3 separate regions of the Mus musculus genome follow, and all the other regions are linked to region 3. Evidence: chromatin contacts called from public ChIA-PET and promoter capture Hi-C data. All regions are on one chromosome and are shown on one strand. Each heading gives the region's core, a stretch centred on a gene start, on an enhancer-like site or on the middle of the called end of the contact. The rest is flanking DNA. Distances are from core to core; before and after follow the strand shown.

The links. Promoter capture Hi-C pulls out the DNA fragments that hold promoters and counts their contacts. ChIA-PET counts read pairs in DNA pulled down with a chosen protein or histone mark.
Region 1: a promoter capture Hi-C map of embryonic stem cells shows a contact between it and region 3. The contact joins the promoter of Ankrd33 here to the promoter of Atf1 in region 3. A contact is called at or near these places in 2 of 39 promoter capture datasets (embryonic stem cells and hippocampal neurons) and 1 of 9 other capture datasets (liver).
Region 2: an RNA polymerase II ChIA-PET map of memory CD8 T cells shows a contact between it and region 3, with 17 read pairs. The contact joins the enhancer-like site here to the promoter of Atf1 in region 3. A contact is called at or near these places in 2 of 39 promoter capture datasets (the SN4741 cell line and neural stem cells), 1 of 484 Hi-C or Micro-C datasets (erythroblasts) and 3 of 115 datasets of contacts at active chromatin or transcription factors (embryonic stem cells, fetal liver and memory CD8 T cells).

Annotation. Positions count from the first base shown.
Region 1 is chr15:101,112,450-101,117,220 of GRCm38.p6, reverse strand. It overlaps Ankrd33 (ankyrin repeat domain 33), which reads right to left and starts at 1,477. Exons shown (of 5, transcript NM_001374225.1): 1 at 1,319-1,477; 2 at 873-1,106; 3 at 515-644; 4 at 196-336. The coding sequence starts at 1,037.
Region 2 is chr15:100,744,610-100,749,022 of GRCm38.p6, reverse strand. No RefSeq gene overlaps it. Among named protein-coding and RNA genes, the nearest start is that of I730030J21Rik, 14 kb to the right of the region's middle. Within about 2 kb of position 1,307, at least 111 of the 459 cell types and tissues checked have an H3K27ac peak or open chromatin away from gene starts, as enhancers often do. A contact at or near this core is called in erythroblasts, fetal liver and memory CD8 T cells, where this site is marked.
Region 3 is chr15:100,226,333-100,230,957 of GRCm38.p6, reverse strand. It overlaps Atf1 (activating transcription factor 1), which reads right to left and starts at 3,099. Exons shown (of 7, transcript NM_007497.3): 1 at 2,876-3,099.

The sequences.
Region 1 (4,771 bases), core at 228-2,727, 890 kb before region 3:
CTCCCACAGCACACCTGCCACAGCACATTTTTCATAGCAACCTGCCATAGTACACATGTCAGAGCATACTTGCTAGAACACACCTGCCAGCGCACACCTGGCAGAGAACACCTGCCACTGCACACCTGCCATAGCACACCTGGCAAAGCACATATGGCATAGTACACCTGCCATTGCACACCTGCCATTGCACACCTGCCATAAGGAGGGCAACTACACACTCGGAGCGATCTTGAATGGCAGCCTTCATCAGAGCTGTGAGTCCCCGCTGGTCCCTGCGTTCCAGGTCCAGGCCAGCAAAGTAGTTGAGCAGGAGAGTCACAAGAGACATGTGACCTGCAGAGACAGGACCACATAGCTAGTCTCTCAAGGTAAGGGAATGCTGAAGCTTGGCCTGGGAGACTCTTGTGCAAGGTTTGGGGCTGCTGTCCTAATGGCTGGGAGTGAGGGTGGGATGGAGTTGGGGGTGAAGGTGGGGTAGGTGTGGGCTGGGGTGGGGCGTTGTGTCTCACACCTGCTTGGGCAGCCAGCATGAGGGCTGTGTTCCCGTCTTTGTCTTGCTGGTTCACATCCAGGAAAGGACAGCAGCTGAGCAGAGCCACAATGGAACCAAAGCCATGGTAGCATGCAACCATGAGGCCTGTCTAGGGGACAGAGCAGCTTGGACCCCCACTTTCCACTAAGTTCTTCTTAGGACCTCCTTTCCCTCCTAAGTCTGTTTTCCCCCAGGGCCTATCCCAACCCCTGTCAAGATGGTTTTCACCCATCTAGAGTGGGGATGACTCTGTGACTCTCTGGGGACCCAGACCAGGATGTTATGTATGAAGCCTGGACTGTCCTCAACTGTTCTGGTGAGCCCTGGGGCATCTCACCCTCCCGTTGCTGTCCACTTGGGAGGCCTCCTCTGGGGACACACCAGCGTCCAGCCTGGCTTGGAGCTCAGCAAGGTCATTGTGGACACATGCCCAGTACAGTGTCTTCAAATTGCATTCAGGGGTTGAGGTCTTGTTGCTGGGGAAGGGCAGGGCCTCAGACATGTCCAGTCCTCTCGGGGCAATAGTGACTCCTCTGCCGCCGGCCCGAGTCCCTCTTTATTCAGCAGGCAGCTATGACAAAACGCCAAGGAGCAGTTCCTCCTGCAACCCTGAGTGAATAAGTCCCTGCAGCTGCACCGTCTCCCCAGGACAAACCTTTACCCTGGAGGGTGTCTCACCTCTGCCTAGACCCAAGACAGGTAGCCAAGCATCTTACTGTATGTAGGTCAGGTTCTCAAGGAAGCTCATGACAGGGGTTATCATTTCCCATCCCCCAACCTTACCTGGGACTCTAGGGTCTCCATCACAGCAGAGGGCCAGCCTGTGGCTCAGTCCACCCCCACACCTCAAAAGCTCACTAGCCCTTCTGTGGGGTAGCTGATACCAAGAAACAAGGCAGGTGACAGATGGCTGTGCCTGCAGAAAGCTGCCATAAACACCTCAGAGCTGAGCCAGGTCAAGCGGGTTAGGAAGGGATTGGGGGGCTGGGGGGTGACTGTACTCTCTGCCATTGCTCAATCCTTGCCCTAAGATCCTGCTAGACTTGGATGGTGGCAGCTTCTCCAGGCTCAGAGCTGAGTGAATTCCTCCGGGCTGATCTTTCTCCCTTCATCGTGGGAAGTCAGCTGCACTTAGATATGGCCTTGCAAGAGAAGCATTATGGAGGTCTTGGCACCCAGCTGTGGAGCCTGAGTGTCTTAGTCAGGGTTTCTATTCCTGCACAAACATCAGGACCAAGAAGCAAGTTGGGGAGGAAAGGGTTTATTCAGCTTACACTTCCATACTGCTGTTCATCACCAAGGAAGCCAGTCAAGCAGGTCAGGAAGCAGGAGCTGATGCAGAGGCCATGGAGGGATGTTACTTACTGGCTTGCTTCCCCTGGCTTGCTCAGCTTGCTTTCTTATAGAACACAAGACTACCAGCTCAGGGATGGCACCACTCACAACAGGCCCTCCACCCTTGATTACTAATTGAGAAAATGCTTTATGGCTGGATCTCATGGAGGCATTTCCTGAAGGGAGGCTCCTTTCTCTGTGATAACTCCAGCTTGTGTCAAGTTGACACACAGAACCAGTCAGTACACAGAGATCCCTTCCACTTCAAAGGAGTAGATTTGGGTGAAGGGGCTATGGATGGGGAAGGTGTAGGCATTAAATAAAGATGAATGGGGAGGTATGCACTACAGTTTACCCAAAGAAATCAAAACATGAAGAGTTTCCAGGAGGCTGGAGAGACTGCCCAGCGGTTAAGAACGCTGGCTTGCTCTTCCAAAGGACCGTGGTTCAGTTCCCAGCACCCACTGAGTAGCTCACAACTGTCTGTAACTCCAGTGCCAGAGGATCTGATGCCCTCTTCTGGTCTGTGCTGGTACTGTGCTTTCATGGTGCACAGACACGGGCACTGGAAAAATGCCTGCAAACATAAATTATTAAATTATTAAAATAAAATAAATTTTAAAAGAAAAATTATGATGTATTAATTTTAATGGATTAGATCTGAGGTGGTAAGTAAAGTATGGCATTTTAAAATGATGTATTAAAGTAACAGTACTTTTGTACTGTCATTTTTAAGATTAATAAGTTGAGTGACTTAGCGCTCAGAGTGTCGCACTCTCCACACTGCGGGGCTCTGCTTTCCAGCATCGTTTTGCTTTTCTTTCACAGTTTGGTTCCTGCACAACTCCTCCGCTCTTTACTCATTGGTGCTAATAATCACTGAACATGTACACTTCATTAAAAGTAAAATGTTGATTTGTGTTTGTGTATTGCTATTGTCTGGTTTCTTGTGTTTGTTGGTTTTATTAGTCTTTTGTTTTGAGAAAGACTCTTATGTAGCCCAGGATATCCCAGAACCTAATATGTACCCTAGGATGGCCTTGAACTCACTATTCTCATGCCCCAACCTCCCAAATACTAGGATCAAATGCAACCTGGCTTGTGTGTGTGTTTGTTTGTTTGTTTGTTTGTTTTCCTCTTTCTTTCTTTTTTTTTTTTTGGTTTTTTGAGATAGGGTTTCTCTGTGTAGCCCTGCTGTCCTGGAACTCACTTTGTAGACCAGGCTGGCCTCAAACTCAGAAATCTGCCTGCCTCTGCCTCCCAAGTGCTGGGATTACAGGCATGTGCCACCACTGCCTGGCTTCTTTAAAATTGTATTTAATGTATGAGTACCCAGCTGCACATACCTTACCATGTCAGAAGAGGGCATCAGACCCCCTTATAAACCATGTGGTTGATGGGAATTGAACTCAGAACAGTACTCTCAACCTCTGAGCCACCTCACCAGCTCCTTCTCTTTCTTTTTTTAATACGGGGGGTCGGGGGGGAGGTGTCTCACTATGTAGACCAGACATGTCTTAAACTCACAGAGATCTGCCTGCCTCTGCCACCACTGACTGGAAACTTAATCAGTTTCTAATTATGCTGCAGAACTTTTGTTTGTTTGTTTTATTCCACCCCAACCTGTTTTTTTAAAGTCCTGTTCTAGTGATGTCACATGCAATTTGGAAGTTAGTATCTTGATGGGGTGGGGCTGGCCTGGAAAGTAGGGGGTTCCGTCTGGGCTGGACTCAGCATTCATCCAAAGCTGCTGGTGAGTTTTCTCCGGAGCTGCCAAAGCTGGAAGCTAAGCAAACATTTATTTTCCAGCTGCCCTGGAGCTGTGGGTCTGGGCTTTATGTTGTGTAAGTAAATTTGGAGCAGAGCTTTGTATTATGGGACACCCGCAGACCGTGGCAGGATAGGCGGGCTCTGCGAACAGCTTCCTGGTTTACCAGCTTCCTGTGGTACTGACTGTGATTTCTCAATCACAGGCAGAGGTCATGTGACTGCCAAAGCTGGCAGTAGTTTGTGACCTAGAGCCTGCTTTTCCAGCCCTTTCTGTCTGAACTAGCCAACGAAATTTCTGCTGTCTGCCACTGCACTCTAACGGATGTGCACGGGTTAGCAAACTAGAGTTTTACTTTGCACGTGCAAACTATTTCAGGGACAGCAAGCTGGTCTTGGTTAAGGGATCTGATCTGATGGTCTCAGGGCCTTGCCTGGAATTCTCTTATTGTTCCTTAGTCACAAGATGGCTGCTCTACCCCAAGCCATCAGAGTCAAATGTGGAATTCTATGCAGTAGGTAGAAAATATCTATGACGTTATAGGCCAGACATCTCTGATCATTTACAGACACCCTATCTACAGCTTTCTTTTTCTCTAGTCACCTTAGAGCTAGCTGCTGTATGGAATCCCAGTGGATGAGCACAGGTGTGTGCACACAGGTGCATGTGCACAGGTGGATGCACACAGGTGGGTGCACACAGGTGGATAGACATAGGCATGTGCACACAGGTGTGTGCACACAAGTGAATGCACACAGGTGTGTGCACACAAGTGAATGCACACAGGTGTGTGCACACAAGTGAATGCACACAGGTGTGTGCACACAAGTGAATGCACACAGGTGTGTGCATCCACATTTAGCTTTCCCATTCTTCCAGAGGTGCATAAGCGCAGGTGTGTCCACGCAGGTGGATGAGCACAGGTGTGTGCATCCACCACATTTAACGTTCCCATTCTTCCAGGGGTGAATGTACCTTAAGGAACAGTTTATTTTGTCTCACAGCTCTAGGGTTCAATCTACCACAACCGAGAGGTTATGGAAGCAGGAGAATGAGGCAGCCTGCTCTACAGAGAGAGTTCTGGGACAGCCAGGGCTACACAGAGAAACTGTGTCTCAAAAAAAAAAAGTAAG
Region 2 (4,413 bases), core at 58-2,557, 520 kb before region 3:
CTCAGGCTTTGCTGTGATAACTGTCAGGAGGAAACTTTTCTCGAAGTATGTCAAAAATAAACCGCTCAGGGTCAGACTCTGGGGCTTTGAACCAGCCCAGGCCATTCTAGGCTGTGCTGAACTAGATTTTCTTCTTGACACTGTTGGATCATTTAGCTGTCAGCCATTTGCAGGGGCACCTCCATCCTCCACCCCCCAGGGACTTAGGCAGCCTCTTGAATGTCCTGGCTCAACCTCTTACAGTAGGCAGCCTCTTGAATGTCCTGGCTCAGCCTCTTACAGTAGGCAGACTCTTGGATGTCCTGGCCCAGCCTCTTATAGTAGGCAGACTCTTGATGTCCTAGCTCAACCTCTTGCTTTCTGTTTTGAAGACCATCTCCGATCACAGCAGAAAAGCCTCCAGCTCTCTGGACTTCCAACTATCATTAAGACTTACCTGGGAATTTGCTTGGTTCACAGCCTAGGACAGCAGGTCATCCTGGCAACATTTCCACACTGGTCCAGTAGTCACCACTCAGCTCCCAAGATCCTTTCCTACGCCCCTGGAAACATCAATCATTCCTGACACATTTCAAAGACGCTTCTGCCTGCTTTCTCTCTTCTGGGCCTGAACTTGAGTGTACATGGCTCTCTTTACTGTTTGTAATCGACTTCTCAAGAGCAATGTTAGTATAGGTGTTATTGTTATTTTTGGTCAGACTCTTTTAGTTCGAAGTGCTAGAAACAAACAAATTTCAACCATTCAATGGAATTCTCATCAAAATGCCAGTGCCAATCTTCTGAGAAATAGAAAAAAGATTCTAAAATGCATAAGCAATGTTGTGTTTTATGAGAGAGAGAGAGAGAGAGAGAGAGAGCGAGAGAGAGCGCCAGGATATGTTTGCTAGAGCTGGGTATGGTGAGGTGGAAGAGGGCGCCTTTGCGGCCCATGCTAAGACATCCCTTCCCCCTGAGGTACCAGATATATAAACAGATATAGTATGGAACAGAGTTTATTTAGGGCATGGGAAGGGGAGTTGAGGAGGGAGGGGAGATAGAGAAAGGCGGGAGGGGGGGTGGAACTGGCCAGGAAGACGTGGAGAGAGGGAGGAGGAGGGTGGGGAGAGAGGGAGAGCGGCAGGGAGAGAAGGGGCAGAGAGTAAGAGAGCTAGGAAGGGGCAAGCAGCCCCATTTATATTGAGCTGTTGCCAGGTAACTGTGGGGCGGAGACTAGAAGGAATGATAACAAGCACCAAAGACAAATAGACACCATAGACGAATGTCCGATGAAAAGGCTGACTCTGGAAGTATGGTCATGTTCTACTACAAAGTAACAAAAACAGCTTGATACGGGAGCCAAAACAGACAGGCAGGCAGTGTTCGCAGGGGTGCTGCTGTAGCAGCCGTTAGTATGACAAACAAGCCATAAAACACTCAGATAAAAGACAACTTCAAAACAAATAACACCAGAAAAAACTGGATATCCACACAGAGAAGACTGAAAACAGTCCCCTCATACTGTACAGAAATCACCCCAAATGGATCAAAGATCTCAGTATAAGAACTTAATCCATTGGGGGTTGGGGGGCGGGGAATAGAGAAAAATACATCCACACATCGGCTTAAGCACTCTTTCTGAAAGGGACGAGCCGGGACGGGGGTGGGACTAGCCGGGACGGGGGTGGGACTAGCCGGGACGGGGGGTGGGACTAGCCGGGACGGGGGTGGGACTAGCCGGGACGGGGGTGGGACTAGCCGGGACTGGGGTGGGACTAGCCGGGACGGGGGTGGGACTAGCCGGGACTGGGGTGGGGTGGGGTGGGGTGGGGGTTAGGTCAGACCCTGAGGGCGGCTCAGTGGTTAAAGTATTTGCCCTGCAATGATAAGCGGCTGAGTTAGATAACCCAGAACCCTGAAGGCTGGAGGAGTGGGAGGAGCCACACTGGTAGCAGGAGCTCAGGAGGCAGACAAGTTCTCTAGTGTTCTTGGTATGTTCCAAGCTAGTGAGAAACCCTGTCTCAAAAATCAAAGTGGACTGTTGGCTGGGTTTTTTTTTTTTTTTTTGCTTTGTTTTTGTTTTTTTGTTTTGTTTTGTTTTAAATACTATTGTGTCCTTTTATCTCTGATTCCCTTCCAAAGTTTATTCCACCCTAATCCCTTACAACACCAAGTAGGAAAGAAAGAAAGTTAGAGGGGAAAGGGAGGGTAGACCTCTTTAGACTACGTCCTGTTTATTAAGGGTGTTGGGTTCCCTGGGGGCAAATCCAATCTTCATCGTCAAAATATCCAGCAGTACCGCAATCCAGCAACAGCAAACACCACAGCAAATGCAGCAGCAGGGGCAGCAGCTGCTGCCACAGGGCCTCTCAGGTCTCCCATTTATAGCCTCTCCAGAGTCCCCAGAGTTAAACTAGCTGAAGCTAGTGTATGCCCCGCCAGTGCATGACGCAAATGACAATCACCTGCTGCGAAGCAGCCTCTTATCCCACACCTGAGAGTAAAACAAAAACATACTCACACAACATAACTGAGTTTTTAAAGAAACCAAAATTCTCACTGCCTTTCCCCATTTTAATCTTAAAAAATGACATTTTCTCTAATATTAATAGACTATTAATATAAACAAATTATGAGAACTGTCAAGTAAGAATTATATTTACAATCTCCTGTTCATATGTATTTGGTAACCTTGGAGAAGGCACTCCACTATCAGTCCTTTCCCGGTGAGCCCAAAGTTTTGCACGTAAATCACTGTCTTGCATTTAACACCTTTAAAACATCTTTTTAGGCCCTAAAACATTTTCTTAACTCCTAAACAACTTAGGCTTAACTGTGAGATGTTACTATCTAGTCTTCAACTCTATCAGAGACCTGGCAAGGATGAATATCACCGGAGTAAACAGGAGGTACAGAGCAAGTAGCTTTCAAACTATAGAAATGTCAGAGTCTGCTGGCTGCCCGGACAGTCACCCAAGGTCTGTCTGTATCCTTGGAGCATCCATCTTCATCAACAGGCCCAGAATATCTGACAGACTTTTCTGTGAAGCAGGAATTTTGAAGGACTAGGCTACCTTATCTCTACAAAGATGGGCAGTTGATGTCCCAGTGTCCTGCTTGTCCACAGTTTGGACAACATGCTGTCAGCAGTAGGGGCAAGGGCAGTTCTTTCTCAAGTGGCTAGCTTTGCCACATGTGAAGCACACTACACGTGGAAGTTCTTCATGCCCACTATCTTCTTTGCAGTAGATCAGGGGTATTGCCAGGAGCAGATGTGTCTGTCAGAAAAGCCGTTTATTATTATAAACATTTTAAATGCCTTCTCTGTAGGTCTCTAACGTGTTTGAAGACCAGATGTCTATCTCAGTATCTCTGAATAGACAAATGTTGCTTGACACAACCTGTTTACTCTCTGCTAAACTTTGAAAACATAGTCACAAGGCTAAAAAAAAAAAGCTTAGTTTTATAATTAACTAAACTAGTACCTAACAAGGTTACAAGTAAGATTGTTTATAGGTGACTAACAAGTAACTCGCACTTCTAATTATAATAAACAGTTTGCAATAGTAGCTTTCATAAGAATAGAACTTTACATTGCGTTTTCAAAAGAGTTGCATATGTACAATACATTAAGACAACAAAATAACCTTAAATTTCAGTCATATACAATCATCCATACCAATGTAAAATGTTTGAGGCTAGTAGATTCAATAATTTACTTTTTATTCTACCATCTTAGAACCCCCCTTTTTATGGTCTCCTTCCCCCTAACACTAGTTAGGAGAGAAAGGATAGAGGGGAGACAGAGAAAGAAAGCGATCACTGACTCTAACCTCCTTGGCTTTGTTTCCTCCCTCACCATGATCAATAATAACTTATTACTAACCTCCCTAAATGACAACAAACATCCATAACCCACCAAATGACCAAAAACCACCCAACACACCTCTTGGGAATGGGGCATTGTGTTTTCTTTAAATTGTTTCCTGCTGTCTGGGAGTGAAGGTGTCTTTTGGGGACTCTAAGAAAATTGGAATATTGGCCAAGTCCTGCAAGAGCTGGCCGTACTATTTTCTGTCTCTGTGGGATAGGAAAGTGCAGGGCTTAACTGAAGTCCTGGCTAAAACAGTCTGGGAGGCTAGACCATCTGAGCTACCTGTTTCGAAGCTGATCTAGATGCAATCTTTTGAGCAACTGAGGCCGACTGTGAGGCTGGGTCATCTGGGCTACAGCAACTGAGGCCGTCTGTGAGGCTGGGTCATCTGGGCTACAGCAACTGAGGCTGACTGTGAGGCTGGGTCATCTGGGCTACAGCAACTGAGGCCGTCTGTGAGGCTGGGTCACCTGGGCTGCAGCAACTGAGGCCATCTGTGAGGCTGGGTCACCTGGGCTGCAGCAACTGAGGCCGGGTCACCTGGGCTACAGCAACTGAGGCCA
Region 3 (4,625 bases), core at 1,850-4,349:
CCTGGCTGTTCCTGGAATTCACTCTGTAGACCAGGCTGGGTTTGAACTCAAAGGATCCACCTGCCTCTTGCCTCCGTAGTGCTGGGATTAAAGGCATGTGCCACCCCTGCTGGACAAGTTAAGAATTCTTAATCATAAGCTAGAGAGATGGCTTAGTGGGTTGAGAACACTGGCTGCTCTTTGAGAGGACTTGGGTTTGACTTCCCAGCACCTATAAAGTGGCTCAAAACCATATACAACTCCAGGGGATCTACTGGCTTCCAGAGGAACACATAGCACACAGGCACATTTGAAGGCAAAACATCCATACACATAAAATACTTTTTTAGCCGGGCGTGGTGGAACACACCTTTAATCCCAGCACTCAGGAGGCAGAGGCAGTCGGATTTCTGAGTTCCAGGCCAGCCAGGGCTACACAGAGAAACCGTTTTGAAAAAACAGAAACAAACACCACCCCCCCCCAATTCAATCAAACAAACAAACAAACAAACACCTTTTTCTCACTATAAGCAACAAACTGTACCTGTTCTGTTTTACTGAATTATCAACTGCAAATACACTTAAAAACAAACAAACTTATTTTATAAGCATGGGTGTTTTGCCTGCATGTGTGTAGGGTGTAGGGGTACAGGATTACCCAGGAGCTAGTTACAGGCAGTTGTGAGCTGCCATGAGAATGCTGCGACTTGAACCCAGGTCTTCTTCTGAAGAGCAGCCAGTCTCCCCATTCCTAAAATTTTAAATCTGGCTGAGGTTTTTGTTTTGTTTTTTAGACAGGATTTTAAAGCCCAGGCTGCCTCTGCCTCCTGAGTGCTAAGAAAAAGGCCATAGGTATGTCCTACCATGCTTGACTGAAGTCTGCTTTTCTTTTTTTTAAAGATTTTAATTATTATTACAAATTAAGTACACTGTAGCTGTCTTCAGACACACCAGATGAGGGCATCAGATGTCATCAAGAATGGTTGTGAGCCACCATATGGCCACCAGAACCTGAACTCAGGACCTTTGGAAGAGCAGTCAGTACTCTTACCCACTGAGCATCTTGCCAGCCCTAAAGTCTGCTTTTCAAAATGACACCTTTTTAAACAAAATACACTATCTGAGTACATTTTCTATAAAAACAATTAAGTTCCAAGTAGCAGCTATCATAATATGATGCACAGTTGGGCAGAATCAGGAAGGCAATGAAATGCAGTCCAAATGCATCACCAACAAGATGCTGGAAACGGAGAAGTCCGCAGGCTATGGATGGCTGTCACACACAAGGCAAGGCACTGCCCTCCTAGGACAGGGTCTTCTATAGCCCAGATTGGCCTCAAAACCTGATACATAGCAGAGGGTGACCTTTCTTGAACTTGACTCTCCAGACATCCCCGCTTGCCTCAATTAAGCAGAACCTGCCAACACACCCAGGTCCTCTACAGAGCAGGCTACATCCCTAGCCCAAGGCAAGGTGCTTTTAATAAATCCTACAAAGAAAGCGACTTTCTACGTGAAATATCAAGAGAAGAGATTTGTTTTTGTGGTGATGAGACCTAAAGAAACTGTATTTACTTCAGATCTCACATTAGGATGCAAAAACCCAGAAGCTAGGCTGTGTCCACCACCATTCCTGGCCCAGCAATACCTCTTACTGCCATTCCTTACTGTACCAAGTCCTGTGGTTTTCTTTCCTTCCTGGGTGAGGGGTAGGAGGTTGGTTTGGTCTTTAGAGCCTCTGCCGCCTGAGCTGGGGTTAAAGGCTTGTGCCACTACGCCTGGATCAGGTCCTATTTTAATACATTTGTCTTGCCTGGCTCGTTATCTCTGAATTACTTAACAGCTATGTTTACTAGCCTGCCTGTTTCTCCCAGCTTTAAGCTCTCTAAAGGCAGTGCCTGTCTGCAGTAAAGTGTGCTCAGTGACCAGCAGACTGTCACGAGTGAACAGTAAATATCAATAAATATCAAGTACAGAGACTTCTCAGCTGGTGAGTGAGGAAAAGGCGTCTTAGCTTCCTTCCTTGAAAAAGATGTTGAAGGTCTGGAGAAATGGCTCAACAGTTAAGAGCACTGACTGCTCTTCCAGAGGTCTGAGTTCAATTCCCAGCAACCACATGGTGGCTCACAACCATCTGTAATGAGATCTGACTCCCTCTTCTGGAGTGTCTGAAGACAGCTACAGTGTACTCATATAAGAAAAACAAAAAAACAAACAAAAAATCCTAACATAAGCCGTGTTCGAAGCCAACCTGGACTATGTATGTATGTATGTATGTATGTATGTGTGTGTGTATGTATATATAAATTTATTTAAGGCCAGTTTGGTAAGCCCTGTCTCAGGCAAAACTAAAAACGCTATAATAAACCGGACCCGGCGACCGCGTCTGGAAGTCCTGCACCATGAACTCTTCGCAACAAATCCCGTCTCAAAAAGAAAAGGCGGCTACCGAGACTCTTTTAAGTTTCTATCATAACTTAGGCGGCCAGCGGCGAGACTCCCGGAAGGAGAGGAACGCCGTGCCCCGCCACAGGGCGGGTTGCCTCGGTTTTCCCAGTCATGGAGGCGGGAGCCCAAGGCCGCGGCGTCTGCAGCCTGCCGGAGGCCGCCGCTCGGCTTTTCTTCCCGCCTCCATGCGGCGCGGGCCGAGCCAAGGAGCGCGGGAGGCCCGGGGCGCCTCTCCCAACGCGCCCCGCGGAGGCGAGGGGAGCCTAACGCCCGGGCGCTCGGGACGCGCGCGACCGGAAGCGCGCGGCCGGCCCCACCCCCACCGCGCCCCTCCCCCACCGCCCGCCGAGCCGCGCGCGACCCCCGGCCGGCGCGTGGCCGCCATTGCGTCCCCGCCGGCGCCGCCTTCCCGCCCGGGCCGCCTCGCGCTCCGCCGCGCCCCACTCACCCGCGGGGCCGCCTGGCCGCTGCCCGGGGCAGGAAGCTCCACTCCCCCGTCCCAGGCGGCGCCGACTTTACTCCTCACTTGCCAGCCGCGCACCGCAGCGAGGTGGCGCGCGTCCCAGGGGTCGGCGGGGTGCGGGAGGAGAGCGTAACTCGAGAGCCAACCGTCGCGGCTACCGTTTCCCGGCCGCGAGGGGCGTCGCAGGCGGCATGATCCGCACAGGCCGGGGGCCGGGGCTGGGGGGGGGGGGGGGGGCGGCCGAGGAGTGCGCGGGAGCGTGGGGAGGGGCGTGGCCTGCGCGCCGGCGTGCTGCGTCACCGCGTGGTCACGTGAGCGCCGCCATCTTGGCGAGCTCGGGAGCGCGCGGGCCGCCACGGGGACGCTGGGGGAGCTCCGGGGATCTTGGGGCAATGGCGCGGGGTCCTGACCTCCCTCTCTCGCGGGCGGGACAGCTGACCCTCGGCTACCTGCTCTGTTTAAGTAACTGTAAAACCTTGCGCTGCCATCTTAGTGCTTCGGAAAGGACTTAGCATGTCCTTGTGGGGAGTTGACCTTCATACAGATGCCTTTATCTCAGCCTTGGCAAGGTTCTGCTAGGGCATCATAGCGGTTTGCTCGCTCGCTTGCTTGTTTTTAGCATGCCCTCTACAAAGTGCATTATCAAATGTTTTGAGAAGTTGTATTTGACACCTTCCCTCCTAATAACTGGGTGAGTGAAGACTTTGGTTTTGAGCCTTCAGAACATACGATGTGATGTAAAACTGAAGCGTTTAGAAGGGCTTATTAGACTCCAGGCACCGTGATTCAGCAAATATTGCCCAATAAAGCTAAGGCCGATGACTACCTTTAAATAGAAGTACTCGGGTTTTGACTGATTAGGCTAGTTACCCAACCTCTCTGGAGTCGCTATCAAATTTATGGAAATTGCCAGGCGTGGTCAGCTGTGCCTCTGACCCCAGCACTTTGGGTTGGCAGGCACAGTGCTATCTCTTATCTTCATAGAAAGTTCCAGGCCCGGCAAGGCTATACAAAGAAAGCCTGTCTTAAAAAACTATGGAAAGTACAACACTAAGTCAGAGTCTCAACATTATGGAAAGTGACCTACAAAGTAAGGTCGGGGGAAAGCTTGCAGATACCAGCCTGGCCTGAACAACAGGCCAGCAGCAGTCATTCCATCACCCATAGTGTTTTTAAAAGGGGTCCTTTTTTTGAGATTATATTATCATTTCTCTCTTTTCCTCCCTCCAAACCTTTATTTTTTCTTTTAAAGATATATATATGTGTGTGTGTGTGTGTGTGTGTGTGTGTGTACACACATATAAATATATATTTGGTTTTTCAAGACAGGGTTTCTCTGTATAGCCCTGGCTGTCCTGGAACTCACTTTGTAGACCAGGCTGGCCTTCAACTCAGAAATCCGCCTGCCTCTGCCTCCCAAGTGCTGGCATTAAAGGCGTGTGCCACCACGCCCGGCCTATATTTATTTTTTATGTAGCTGTCTTCAGACACACCAGAAGAGAGCATCATATCCCATTACAGAGCCATCATGTGGTTGCTGGGAATTGAACTCAGGACCTCTGGAAGAGCAGTCAGTGCTCTTAACCACTGAGCCATCTCTCCAGCTCTTTCCCCCCTCCAAACACTTCTATACATTCATCCTTTCTTTCAAGTGTTTGCTTTTTAAATATATTATTGTAAATTTTGTGTGTCTGTGTGTCTCAGATGGGGAATGGTATGCGCACAGGTTTCTTCA